Regions from separate parts of the Mus musculus genome. Here region 1 is linked to region 2. The links are chromatin contacts, called in public Hi-C maps. All regions are on one chromosome and are shown on one strand. Each heading gives the region's core, a stretch centred on a gene start, on an enhancer-like site or on the middle of the called end of the contact. The rest is flanking DNA. Distances are from core to core; before and after follow the strand shown. Region 1 has its middle 33 kb from the start of Gm35110. Region 2 holds the start of Rbm24 (RNA binding motif protein 24).

What was found. A called contact is a pair of places that touch in the nucleus more often than the background predicts.
Region 1: a Hi-C map of cortical neurons shows a contact between it and region 2, with 2.8 times the contacts expected there. The contact joins the enhancer-like site here to the promoter of Rbm24 in region 2. A contact is called at or near these places in 1 of 39 promoter capture datasets (hippocampal neurons), 2 of 484 Hi-C or Micro-C datasets (cortical neurons and nephron progenitors), 2 of 115 datasets of contacts at active chromatin or transcription factors (embryonic stem cells and neural progenitor cells) and 3 of 9 other capture datasets (adipose tissue, liver and pancreatic islet).

Annotation. Positions count from the first base shown.
Region 1 is chr13:46,460,203-46,466,126 of GRCm38.p6, reverse strand. No RefSeq gene overlaps it. Among named protein-coding and RNA genes, the nearest start is that of Gm35110, 33 kb to the left of the region's middle. Within about 2 kb of position 3,661, at least 8 of the 459 cell types and tissues checked have an H3K27ac peak or open chromatin away from gene starts, as enhancers often do. A contact at or near this core is called in cortical neurons, where this site is marked.
Region 2 is chr13:46,416,793-46,423,649 of GRCm38.p6, reverse strand. It overlaps Rbm24 (RNA binding motif protein 24), which reads right to left and starts at 5,350. Exons shown (of 4, transcript NM_001081425.1): 1 at 4,452-5,350; 2 at 3,252-3,375; 3 at 1,745-1,799. The coding sequence starts at 4,619.

The DNA.
Region 1 (5,924 bases), core at 2,412-4,911, 44 kb before region 2:
AGGGTCTCCTTGTCAGTCAGCTCTCCCTGTGATGAAGTGTGTTAACGGAGCCTGGTACCCTTTTGGGTTAACACACCCTTCTTATCTGCACTGCCATTCTGCTCTCTCCCCTGGCTAAAAAAAAAACCAACATGCAAAGCTTCATTGGACTTTAAGGCTGACTGGTGAGGATGGCAGAGGGACTCAACCCTCTGTGTGAATGTGAATGAAGACAGTAGGAACTATCATTGGAAGGGGGAACCTAGTGACGGGGTGTTGCTAGGTTGTCATACTCAAAGATGAGATTAGATCTGTGAGGCACCAGCAGGTCTACTATGAGTGATGGGGGAAGTTTATAGAGAGATGTTCAGGATGCCACGAGAAAGAAGGCTAGGGGAAACCAATGAGCAAACTGGGGTAGTTTTTTTTTTTTTTTTTTAATCAGAAAAACAAAGCATGTCCTTTCAAAACAAATCATAAAGCAAAAATGATTCAACAGCATTGATATTTTCAAGCCATGCCATCTGTTAAAAATCAATCGAGTACACTGTGGGGAAAAAGGACTGAACTTAGTAGTTCACTAAATTTAGCTCAGATAGAGTTGTTATCAATACCACCACTGTGAAGCTATAGAGAAGATGGCCCTTAGATTAAAACAGCATTTCAGGTCCCTTTCACATCCGAGAGCCTATTACTTTATAAACACAAAACCCATCGATTCTTCTGTCTCGGCAGCTCAGCTACTGACCTTGGTTCTAAGCCTCCCTTGAAGATGAGAATGCTCGCCTGTTCGCTGGAGCCTGGGATTCTGTCAGGCTCCATCCACAGGTAGTTAACTAGAATGGAAAGCTGAGGAGGTTGCTAAGCAACTCAGATTTGGATAAATATACCTTCCTTTCCCAGTGTACCAGATGAGTAGGTAAACACACACTCCTTTGACTGCCTTAAATCTTACCCTGTGGGTCCACTTACAGAAATGAACAAAAGAAATCAGGCAGATAGTTAGGTAATTTAGACAAATTTTTTAGCAGATAATCTGATAATTTAAAAGCCCCAAGTGTTTAACTTCTGAGTCATTTCCCCCAATTCTCCATTTTAGTATAAGAGTAAGATGACGTCTCAGCCATATACCATTAATCCTTACCAAAGTGGGGTGCAGTGTAGCATGAGAGAGAGAAGGGAGGAAGGAGGAGGGAGGAGAGAAAAGGGAGGAGAGAGGAAGATGAGTATGAAGAGGAGAGGATGAAGAGGAAGATGAAGAGGAGAGAGGGAGGGAGAGAGTCGGGGAAGAGGGAGAGCGGGGAACCAATAGTATTTGTGGTGAGTGAGGCAATATACCTTCTATAATTTAATCACTCCTGCCCTAGAGTTGATTTGTGTGTTGGGATGTCTGCTTTTGGGTCTTGGAACATAGTCATTCGTCGCTAGTAGGACAAAGAGGTCAGCTCCTGACAGTGGTGGCACGATCGTTTCTCCTAACCAGGCTCTGAACTCTTTGAGGACATTTGTTTTTATTTCTTATGCTGTCTAAAAGGCAAATAGAGCAGGCATATTGTTGTATCGTGATGCAGACCAAACATGTCCGATCAAGATACTGGAGATGGTACAAATGAAGTCTCTTAAAGCACTTATCATTACTGTGACACTTTATTTTATTACATTTCTTTATGTTTGTGTGTTTTATTTACAATCTCTCTTTGTCTCTGTCTCTTTGTCTCTCTGTGTCTCTGTCTCTGTCTGTCTGTCTATCTCTCTCTCTCTCTCTCTCTCTGTGTGTGTGTGTGTGTGTGTGTGTGTGTGTGTATGCAATACACAGGTACCATGATGACCGTGGAGGAGGAGGGCATTCAGGCGCAAGCAGGAACCAGTTTTCTCCTTTCACCATGTCGGTCTGGGGACCAAACTTAGGTCTGCAGGCTTGGTGGGAGTGCCTTTACCCACAGAGCCATCCTGCTTGCTTTTGGGACACTTTAAATCTTAAGCCAAGAAAAGCACTTTCTATGAAACAAGGTTAAAACTTTGATATTCTTTAACCTAATTTTAATGAACCATATTCAACTCAAAAATATTTTCTGGCAGTTCAAGGGCATGCCTGTGTTTAAAAAGATGGCAAAGTGTCAAAGCATGGCTCAGATGCTAACATTTTTTCACTTTCCCGTGGATGTGACATCTCCCCGTGACAAACATCTCCACCTGACTCAGTCCAGTCACCACCAAACCACAGTCGTTTCTTCAGTCTGATGGATGCAAAACTATTTCCTGCCCTATGAAAACAATAGTGTTTGGGGCAGTAAGCCAGCTCAATGGGTAAAATTGGTTGCCACAGAAGCCTGGCAAGCTTAGATCAGCTGCATCCACAGAGCCCACACAAAGTGGGGATCCACATTTTGATTCCGGTGCTGAGGGTTGAACCAGGGCCTTGCACATGCTAAGTATGCTCCATCCCCATCTATATCCCCAGCCCACTCAGTTTGTTGTTTCTCCCCTCCTCCTCTCTCTTGAATAGGCAGAGGAGATGTGTGCAAATCCAGCCCTTTCCACTGCCTTTCCCTCTCATATAGATTCCTAATATTGTCATTGAAGAGTGGGACTCCCCCTTAGTTTCTTCTGGATTTCTAGCACCTAGCATGGCACCGGACACCCAGCAGAGGCACAGAATAAAGGACAGGGAAGAAGCCCACTGGCCTATTCACCGGAAGCCATGCCGGAGAGCTGGGATCAGGAGAGTGAATTTGCTCCTCTGTGCTTTGCATCTCTGTGGGGAACACCAATCAGGTTGAGCCGTGCGTTCCTATGGCATCTTCTCCGTGGAGGTCAGTTCTGTTCTACCAGAGTAGAACGTGGAGTTTCCATCCTACTAGAGCACTTAGTTCTATATCGCCCATAGCACACGGAAGGGCTTCATTGCTCACGTTGGGAGGTGTTCTTTACAGTTTCTACCTGTGACATCTTTTCACCTGAGGAGTCTACATCTATTTGACCAGACAGGTGTACAAAGCAGGTACAGAACAAAAAAACCAACCCCCCCAAACCTCCCCCCAAAAGAAGTAAAACATGTATTGATATCAAGCCATAAAAAAGTTGAATTCTAAACCATTCTATAATATACTAATACAGTTTATGGAAAACTATAGTAAATTTGCCTACTGATAAGCTACCTGGATGACTTTTCTAGTTCTACATAAAGAATTTAAACCCTGAACTAATATTTGGTGGTGTAAGAGGTAGATGGTAGTTGTCATTTTTCCGAGTTGACTGACGTTTCATGGTAGTGGTCAAGGCTGCAGTGGCTATTTTGCATGAATACAGACTACAAAATGGCAAAGGTAATGCTAAGGGCTGTTTCAGACAATGTGGGAAATCCTGTCCTAAATCCCAAGCCAAAATCCATCCAACATTCTTATTTTTTCATGAAGCTTAGACACAAAGCTTAAGACCAACCATTTTAGCACCATTTAGTGCAAAGATGTCCCAACTGGATACTTAATGCGAAGGATCCACAATAGGAAGATATTAAAGGCCTTCCCCCATGTCTTTTCTCCAAATTAAGCCATTTTGCTTCTGTAAGAGCAGAAAGCTGACCGTATACTAAAATCTCTGCAGTTCCTAATGTAACAGTCTGGGGGCTGATCTGAGGTACTTTTGCCAGTATTTCTGGGTGTTGCACATTGTGGGGGTGTGTAAATGTGTTATGTTCAGAACCTAGGGCTGCAGCCAAGCCAGGAAAGTAAGGATGGTTGCTGCCAGGAGCGTCTCAGATCCATTACAAATTTAGATATCTGGACTTTTGGAAGCCTTTACTGTCTCCAGTTTTCCTATGACATTCTCATTTGGTTTCGTTAACCCCCAAACTTGTGGCCTGTAGTTTAAGCTCAACCTCATAGGCCTCACCAGAAGTTAAGAAAGCACACACACACACACACACACACACACACACACACACACACACACACACAAAAGGAAAAGGAAAAAGGAAAAGGAAAAGATAAAGAGCCAGGGCTTCAGCCAGCCCACCATGTCTAGTGTTTGTAGCCAACCAACTCAACCAATCAGGCACCCAAAACATACAGGGGAATATGTGGGTCCCGAATATATATATATTTCCCTTTCCTCTTTAAATTTCCTAAGTGGCTCCTTAGAAAATGATATAGGCTTTACATCTTATCACGGTCACGAATGACCTAGAGATAATTTGAAATATAAAGGAAGTCGTGGGCAGGTTGTAGGCTAATACTCATTTTATGGAAGGGATTTGAGCATGTGGGGGCTTTGATGTTGGGTGTGGGGCTGGGAGCAGTTCTTGATAGACTCCGACAACTCTTTTTACTAAAATGTGGTTCAGGCTAGCCCAAGTATATACTGACAAATGGATAATTTGTCTCTGTAATATGTAACAGAAAGGAGGTCCTTTACGATGCTAAAGGATTCTGCTAACGTAGAGAGGAGAGGAAGTGTTAACTTTTAGACTTAAAGAACATACAGGTTTTTCTTAGGAAGACACGGTGTCTGGATCAACTGCAAAGTGCAATACTAAGATGTTGGTATTTCAATTGGAAGGCTTTTTTTTTTTTTAATCCAGTGATATTTTTTATTTTTCATTTAATACGTTGTCTTAGTAACTACTGTGCCAAGATGCTCAATGCTTGGAACATAATTCCTAGCTTTACCAAGACAGGAGAAAAATAGAAAAAGATGGAACCTTAAAATACCTTAGCCAATTAACTCTGGATTATTTCTGACTTCGGGAGTAGTCAGTCATTTGACTGAAGTCGCTAAAGACGATAAAGAACACACAGAATCTTCCTCTTTCCGTCTGGATTTTCATGACTTCAGAATCTCCAGTGTTTGGAGGTTTCGTCAGATCTGCTTTATCTGTAGATCCAAGGTGTCAAGAATGGATAGACGTAAGGGTCAGCTTAACGGAAGATGTCACAATGAGGCAAACACCAAAGTGATGGAGTTCATGACTCAAGGCACAAATTCCCATAATCTAAGGGCAATCTGCGAGATAGGAAGTAAACGGGAGATGGAGCCGATCCGCTCTTGTTCACTGATGCACAGTGCAAGATCCGAACAAGCTCATGGCCAACTTCAAAGGCTTTGTTTAAAATCCCCATTAAATCCTTTAAATCTCCTCTTAAATGGCAGGTCCTCTTGGCAGGTCTAGCTTGTTGCTCACTACACAATATTCCAGCCTGCTTTTACATGTGTGTGCATAAACACGTGGATATGCATGCCCGGGGGTGTTTGTGACATGCATGTGTGATTCATGTGTGTGTGCTCAACCTCATAAGCAGGTCTTTAGGTGCTGGCCTTTTTTTTTTTTTCTTCTTCTTTTTGAAATTTTTCTGTTTTGAGACAATGCCCTTCCCTGGGATCTAGAGCTTCTTATTAGGCTAGGCTGACTGGCTAGAAAGCTCTAGGGACACTCCTGTCACTGCTTCCCATCGATGGGATGACAAAGGACCACACTCAGGTATTTATATGGGTGCTAGAGTTGAACTTCGGTCCTTTTGCTTTCATGGCAGGGACTGTACTTGCCCAGGCATCCCCCCCCCCCAGCTCTGACATAGCCCTTCCCGCACCCACCATTATAAAAAGTTTATAGGACCAAAAATTTTATTTTTAAGTGCTTTTTGGCCTACTGAGTGGTAATATAATGTGTTGGGGCCTGTGAGAAATTGGGATTCTGCTGAGAAACTTCGAGTGGAAACTTGCTCTCTACAGAACAGACGAGATGCTCATGGAGGTCTTTCTCTTGCTCCCATTCCTGCCTTGATTGACGCCTGGGGTGTTAACAGCCACTTGGTCACCAAAGGCTAAGAAACTATCAGTGCTACCTATGACTTATGACTGATGTCAGTCTGCCCCGATCAGATCACTACACCTATTTTATTGTTATTTATATGATGTACATATGCATGTGTAGGGTTAACAACACACAC
Region 2 (6,857 bases), core at 4,101-6,600:
CTACAGATGTATGTTTTCTTCCATAGTCTCAAGTTGACTGATAGGCCACACTGGTGAAGTAACAGCAGTGGGAGAGGGGAGGGGATGAAGGGAGGAGAGGAATGGAGAAGAGGAAGGAGGGATGGAGGGAATGTGGCCCAATCAACTCATCCCGTGTCCTTGCCTAAGTTGGCTTGGAAGGGGCTTTGGTACAGAGCTATACTTAACCGTGGTAGCTTTTTAAAAAGCTGCAGATGTCTCTAAGAATGAATTACTAATAGATTAAAAGAACAAGAGGATACTAAGAAGATGTCCATAAGAATATGGCTTGCTTCATCTAAGTCAACTTACTACTTATTTTCGTTGTTGTTGTCTTTAGCGTCTATTAGGAGGGGCTTACAGTAGGTATCTATCTGTGAAGACACATTCTAGCCTTCTAGGTGATACACAAAGATCTTTATGTACTAAGCTGGCTAACAATAAAATTCTTTAACAAACATGGATATTCAAAAAAAGAACTAGAGTTACAACAATATCAATCAGGTGGATGATGGAAGAAACAGACTCTAATGTCCAGGATAAATGGGTGGTGGCTTTCCTCCTGTGTCCTGTTTAATGTAATGGAACTGGGGACTTAAGGGGCTGGTAATAACAGGACCCAGAGAAAACAGAGATGTGAGCAGGCTGTTGACCTGTTAGGTCCACAAGGTGGGAGTTAGTACTGTGCTATTCAAAACAAAAAATCCAAACAGAATTAAGGGGGCGGGGGAGCCCCAACTGGTGAGTGTTAATAAAATCTGAATAGAGCTCATGAAACTTCATCAGAAGACCTGGCGGTAGACAGACATTGCGGAAAGAAAAGCCCCGTTCCCAGAAAACAGACTTACAACATGCAAGCAGTGAATCTGTATATTCTTACAGAAAGAAATCACACGATTTAGCACTCACTACAAAAAAAAAATGTTAAGTGGAAGTCACAGGCTAATAGCTTAAAAGCAGGAGAAGGGGGAAAAAGACCCTTTGCTTCCCATAACAAGGTCAAAAGGTCAACACTGCTTATCACCGCCACCACCAAACTCAAACGGCAAAGAGCCCCTTCCCCAGGAAAGAGAAGACACTACAGCTCTGTTCAATTAAGTCAAAGCACACAGTTTAGCTATCAACACCACTTCATGACTGTAATAAATAAAAATAAAGCACACGGAAGGCTATCAAGTATAGTGAAAAAAAATAAAATAAAAAATAAAGACAGCACCACCAACATCCATGCATGGTTAATCACCATCTGAGCTTGTGTGTCTGAGTCTACTGGTTACAGAGTTTAACTCCAAACAGAACTAGTCCACCTCTCATCACCGCATCCTTCTGATCAGTTAGCTTAACTGTATACGAGCCCTGTCAGGTTAGAAAGAGATAAATCACATTGAGTCAAGCCAACAGCAGGAATGGTGAATGGGACACATGTCTTGTGCACACGTCGTACCTGGTATTTTTGGTTTTGATTTTTTTGTTTGTTTTTGTTTTGTTTTGTTTAATCAATCATAAGCCCAACATTTGGCTGGTTTGGAGACTGCATACTTGGTCGGATAACTTGACTCATCTAAAAATATTTATAGTATCAGCATTAAAAAATACATAAGCATATATAAATATGCAAAACCCGGAATGTTCTGCCATGTGTCGACCTTGTCTGTTCATAACAAAAAGGCAGGGAGACAAATGGTAACCATGTTGTGATCTGGGAGGGCTTGGTAAATTGACTTACCCGAAAGGTCTCTGGATAAGGGCTGGGTGAAGCTGTTGAACGCCAAAGGCAAAACCTAGCAATAAAACACACCACAATTCCTGTTTGTGCACAGTTAGGGACATAGTATTCCTACAAAGGAACTACAGTCACAATTTGTGATTTAAAAAGAACCACTCCTATGAAACTGTTCTTTATATATGGAAAATAGATATGCTTTATAAATGTTATCATTCATCCTAAGTAAACATTTGAATAGACTAAGATTGGAAAACTTAAAAAAAAAACTCTGCAAAGTTTACTTAACAGACATAAAAAAAGATTTGAAAATATTTAGAGAGAGACCCAAAAACAACAATGAAGTTAAATTCACAAATATTCCTACAGTTCCAACCCACAAGCAAAAAAAGAAGAAAAAGAAGAAGGAGGAAGAGGAGGAGAAGAGAAAGAAAAAAGTCTTTGCAATTTGGAACATAATGGCATGCCTTGAAAAGTTTTCCATTTTACAGTTTATAGTATTAAAATTGTATAAAAACAAAATTCCCCATCGCTCTTTTGAGACTCGTACGTGCACAATTCTTACAGTTTTACGGAGAAGATGTTTTAGAAAGACAGAGTTTTGAATGTTCGTGGGTAATTTCTCCACGTATTTCCTTTCTGACAATTGGGCTCCTGAACAGAAATGTCAACCTCTCTCTCTCTCTAAACTTCTGCAGCCAAGGCTGAGTGAAGGGTACATGATTTCGGCAACAGAGCTGCTTGCCTAAAGGATCGGAGTCATTAGCTCAACCCTCAGGTGAATTATTTTCAGTAAAGGAAAATAACACTCCCAAATAATACAACAGATTTTCACACAGACCTAGCAATATTGTAAACTAACAGCTATGGGGATTTTTTAAAAATAAATTATTTCTCATCTCCAAGTAAAAAATCATTAAAGACAAAGCAAAACAAAACAAACAAAAAAATCCCAAAATTGTAAACTGTGGAGGTGAAATCTTCCTATGTGGCTGCTAGTACTCTGTGACTTTATGTGAAAATATGTGCTATGTCCATCTTGGTTCAGGATTCAGATCATGCATTCTCTGAGCACAGCGTAACTGGCCTAGAGCACACTAAGAAAGAAGGCTCATTGGCCGGCCAGAGGTGACAAGGCCCACGTAGTATACCCTTTTATCCACAAGTGGCTAGTAAAAACTGGATAACTGAAAGCAGACAAAAAAACATCTATCATTGTATAGGAAAACACACCAATTAACTTTTGAGTGCAAGCTATCTGGACCCTAAGATCTATTTTTGAACATCTCAAGTACCCAGAGGCGTACTTACAATGTTCATGTATCTTTAATGCCTTGGTGGAACAACCAGCTCAAGTTCTACCAAACCGAGCTACAGGGTCTCAGGAAGCTGGCTTTTCTGGGCTGGGGGTGGCAGTGGAATCTGTCTACAGATGGGTGGAGAGTTGGGGAGGAGGGAGAGGGAGGGGGAGGGGGAGGGGGAGGGGGAGGGGGAGGAGGGTGTTGCTCACCTGGCTGCATGATTCTTGGTTTTGCTCCCAAGTATGCCAGATTCACATTGGCCTTCCTACCATCGATGATGGGGTTGGGATCCTTGCAGGCCCTTTCAGCGGCAGCCCTGTCAGCCATGGTGACCTTAGCAACATACACAGACAGACACACAGAGCCCTCAGTTAACCCCTGAAGGAAAAGGATTCAAGCCACCGAGCTGGCTGGCTTTCTTTTCTTATTTGGGAGGGGTTGGGAACATTAACTCTCCATTCTCTGCCTTAAAAAAAAAAAAAAAAAGCAGAAAGAAGAAAGGAAGGAAGGATCTCCCCCGCCCCCCACCCAAAGTCCTAAGGGTGCTAATGTGGGGCCTAACAGAGATTGGGAGCCACCATTCTGAATTCGCGCGGAGATTTACCTTTTACATTCCCACCGGGGCCCCAGAGGTACTGTGGGCTTTAAACAAAGTCCAGCCCCAAACCAGCTGGTTACTCCCCAGCGACAATAGCGATTGCCCTGCTCCTGGGCTCTCAGCTCTTTGGGCTGCTGAATTCGCCCCTTTAAATCTCCAGGAAGCTTAATGTGCTGTTTCAGTTAGGCAAACACCCAGAGGTGCAGCTTTTTCTTTTCCTTTTAGAATCTACCTTTGCAATTTAAAAGATAGTGATGTAAAGTGTGTGTGTGTGTATGTGTGTGTGTGTGAGTGTGTGTGTGTGTGTGTGTGTGTGTGTGTGTGTGTGTGTGTTAGCTCTAGCCCTCCCTGGGCCTAAACAACACACACACACACACACACACACACACACACACACACACACACTGTTTTTTTTTTTTTTTCTTTTTTAAACAAAGCACCAGCTCACTTAACAACCAGCCTCCAACCTGGGAATCCACAGTGAGGGGCTCTGCTTCCTCCCTCCCAACTCTCCACATCTCCCATCTCTCCTTCCCAGGCTCTCGGGGCCACCGAAAGAGCATGGCCTCAGGTCCTCTCTGTACCCCACGAGGCAGCCACGGCCCTTCGTTTCTCCAAGCCCCATCGCACTTAAAGTTTCAGCTTAGCTCCGAGTGAACGGGCGTCCCGCGAGGTCCCACTGTGCCCCTTATCCTAATCTCTGCCTCCCCAGGGCCTGGGGCCACTTGCTCCCTGCTGGCCTGATCGCTTTGGCCAGGACCTCTCTTAGTTGCTCCCCACCCACCCTGAGTCCTTCTTCCACGTAACTTACAAATCCGTAGCCCCGGGACTTGCCGGTCTGCCGGTCTGTGATGACCACCGCTTCCTCGATGTCTCCGAAGACCTCAAAGTACTTGCGCAGGCTGGCGTCGGTGGTGTGGTAGGGCAGCCCTCCCACGAAGATCTTGGTGTACGTCGTGTCCTTCTGGGTGGTGTGCATCTTCGCGCCCGCCCCGCGGCTCGGGCTCCGGCTGCGGCTGCGGCTGCGCCTGGTCCTCGGGCTCCGCGTCTCCCGCAGCGCGCGGCGGCCGCCGGGGGCCGAGGGCGCGCGCGGGGGCGAGGGGGCGGCGTGGGCGCTGGGCGCGCGGCTTCCCAAGTGGCCCACTGTCCCCGACACTCGCCCAGGCGCTCTGCTCCAGTCCCCGCGTCCGGTCACTGTCCAGACCTTCCGGATCGTCCGGGTAACCAGCTCCGTAGCCGCGGACTGTGGGAGCCTTTTGCACTCACGCCGCGTGAAAGTAAAAATAAAATAAAAATATTTTTTTTCTTAAATGCAGAGAGGGTGGTGGTCTCCAAGTCCAGAAGAGGTAGATGGTTCTTTCTCAAAAAATCGAGTGGCTTAGTGGGATGGGGGTTGGCTCAGAGGCTACCGTGTCCCGGGGGCGCGGAGGTGGCAGCTGGGGGCGCGGTGCTGGGCCCGGCTCGGTCTGGGAACCGTCCCTTCTGCTTAGTAGCTGCCACACCAGTGCGGACGGAGGACCGCTCTCCAACCCTCTATTCCTTTTTCCCCAGCGGCCCTGGGGGTCGACGCCCGGCTGGGGAGGGGGCGGGCCGGACGCCTGCGATTGGCCGGGACAGCACCTGGGGCGCCCGGCGCCGCCGCCCCCCAGCTGTTGGGAACAGCTGCTTCTCTCCCCGCGCGCGGGCGCTGGGTCGCCTGGCTGGGGCTCTGGCGCTGTTGCTGGGGCAGAGTTGGAAACGGCTGGAGGCGGCCTGGCTCTGTTGTTGCCTGCTCCTACTGGTCAAAGTCGCAAAGACCCCTGGCGATTCCCGCAGGGACCCAGAGTGAGCTGATTGACGCTCCGAAGCAGACCACGCTAGCTTCTTGCTAGGCCTCGCTGGCACGACCAGTTGACTTGAGAGTCCCCCGGGGCCTGGGGTGGTTTGTACAGAGGCCAGTCCCCTCCCAAACACCTGGGACCAAGGAGATCTGTCTCTAGCGTCTGAACCGTGAGAAGAACTCTCAAGTTTTCTTAGCCCCCAAAAGCTGGTGCTGTGGGTAACCAAGAGGAAGAGCCCCAGGGATGTTATGTGGTGGGGTGAATAATAATAATAGCCCCTAGCATTTGGGAATGCTTGAGAAAAACTTTGGCTTTAATGGCTCACAGCTAGCAAAGGGTGTCTGTATTCATCTGGCCCTGCTGACTACTGCAGAGGACCATGAATTAGTACTGTACCTCCCACGATCATCAAATTTGTGCTTCCTGCCTAACTTAGTTATTCAGGAAGATGGGTACAATGTCTGTCTCAACACAAGTCGCTCCCACCTCCGCCTTTTTTTTTCCCCACTAAGCAAAGAATCTATTTCCTTCTATTTGAATTGCAGAACGGTTAGTGAATTGACCTCATTTATTTATCCGGATATAATTGTAAAAAGTATGATTTCTTTTAAAAGGGTGGGGGCTGTTACATAACGATGGATTTCTACCAGCAATTCTGGAAGCATAGATAGAATACACTAAACGTAGTATATGTTTATTAATTTAAGCCAGCTCGTTGGCAGTTCTTATGCTCAATAGGGCTTTAAATTAATGACGCTTTGAAATCAGCCCATCATATTTAAGGTTTAGATTAAAATACCCCTCCCCCTTATTTTGAGACAGGGTATTGTGTATCCCAGGCTGTCCTTGAACTTCCGGTGTATCATAAAGATTACTTTGAATTTGAACTTCTGATTCTTCTGTCTCAGAGTCCTGAATGCTGGGACTGCGGGCATGTGCCCCTTCTCTGGGTTTATGGGAAGCTTTGGGAAGGAGCACAGGGCTTCCTTCCTGCCAGGCAAGCACTCTGCCGACTGAGCTACATCCCCAGGCCCCCGATGAAAGTATTTAATGTAAGCAGAACATTTCACTCTCTGCCCTCACTGCACAAGCGGGTTTTGCTCCGAGAGGCCAGTGTAGTCCCAACACTAGTTGCCCCTGAGCTACATCTTTTATTTCCTTTTAAACAGGTCAGTGTATTAACCGATAGAGCCCCACAGACATACCCCAGTTACTTTCCAGGGCACCTTAGCTGTCAACCCCAGCCAATGAAGAATGTGGTGTGTGCAAAGGTGAATGAGAATTACTAGCAAATATTCTGGTAGGAAATCTTCAATTCATCTTGCTGATTTCCACAGGAGGCTGCCCGAGGTTATCGGGGTCAGTTTGAATCCTCAGTGAGAGAAAAGGAAAACTAA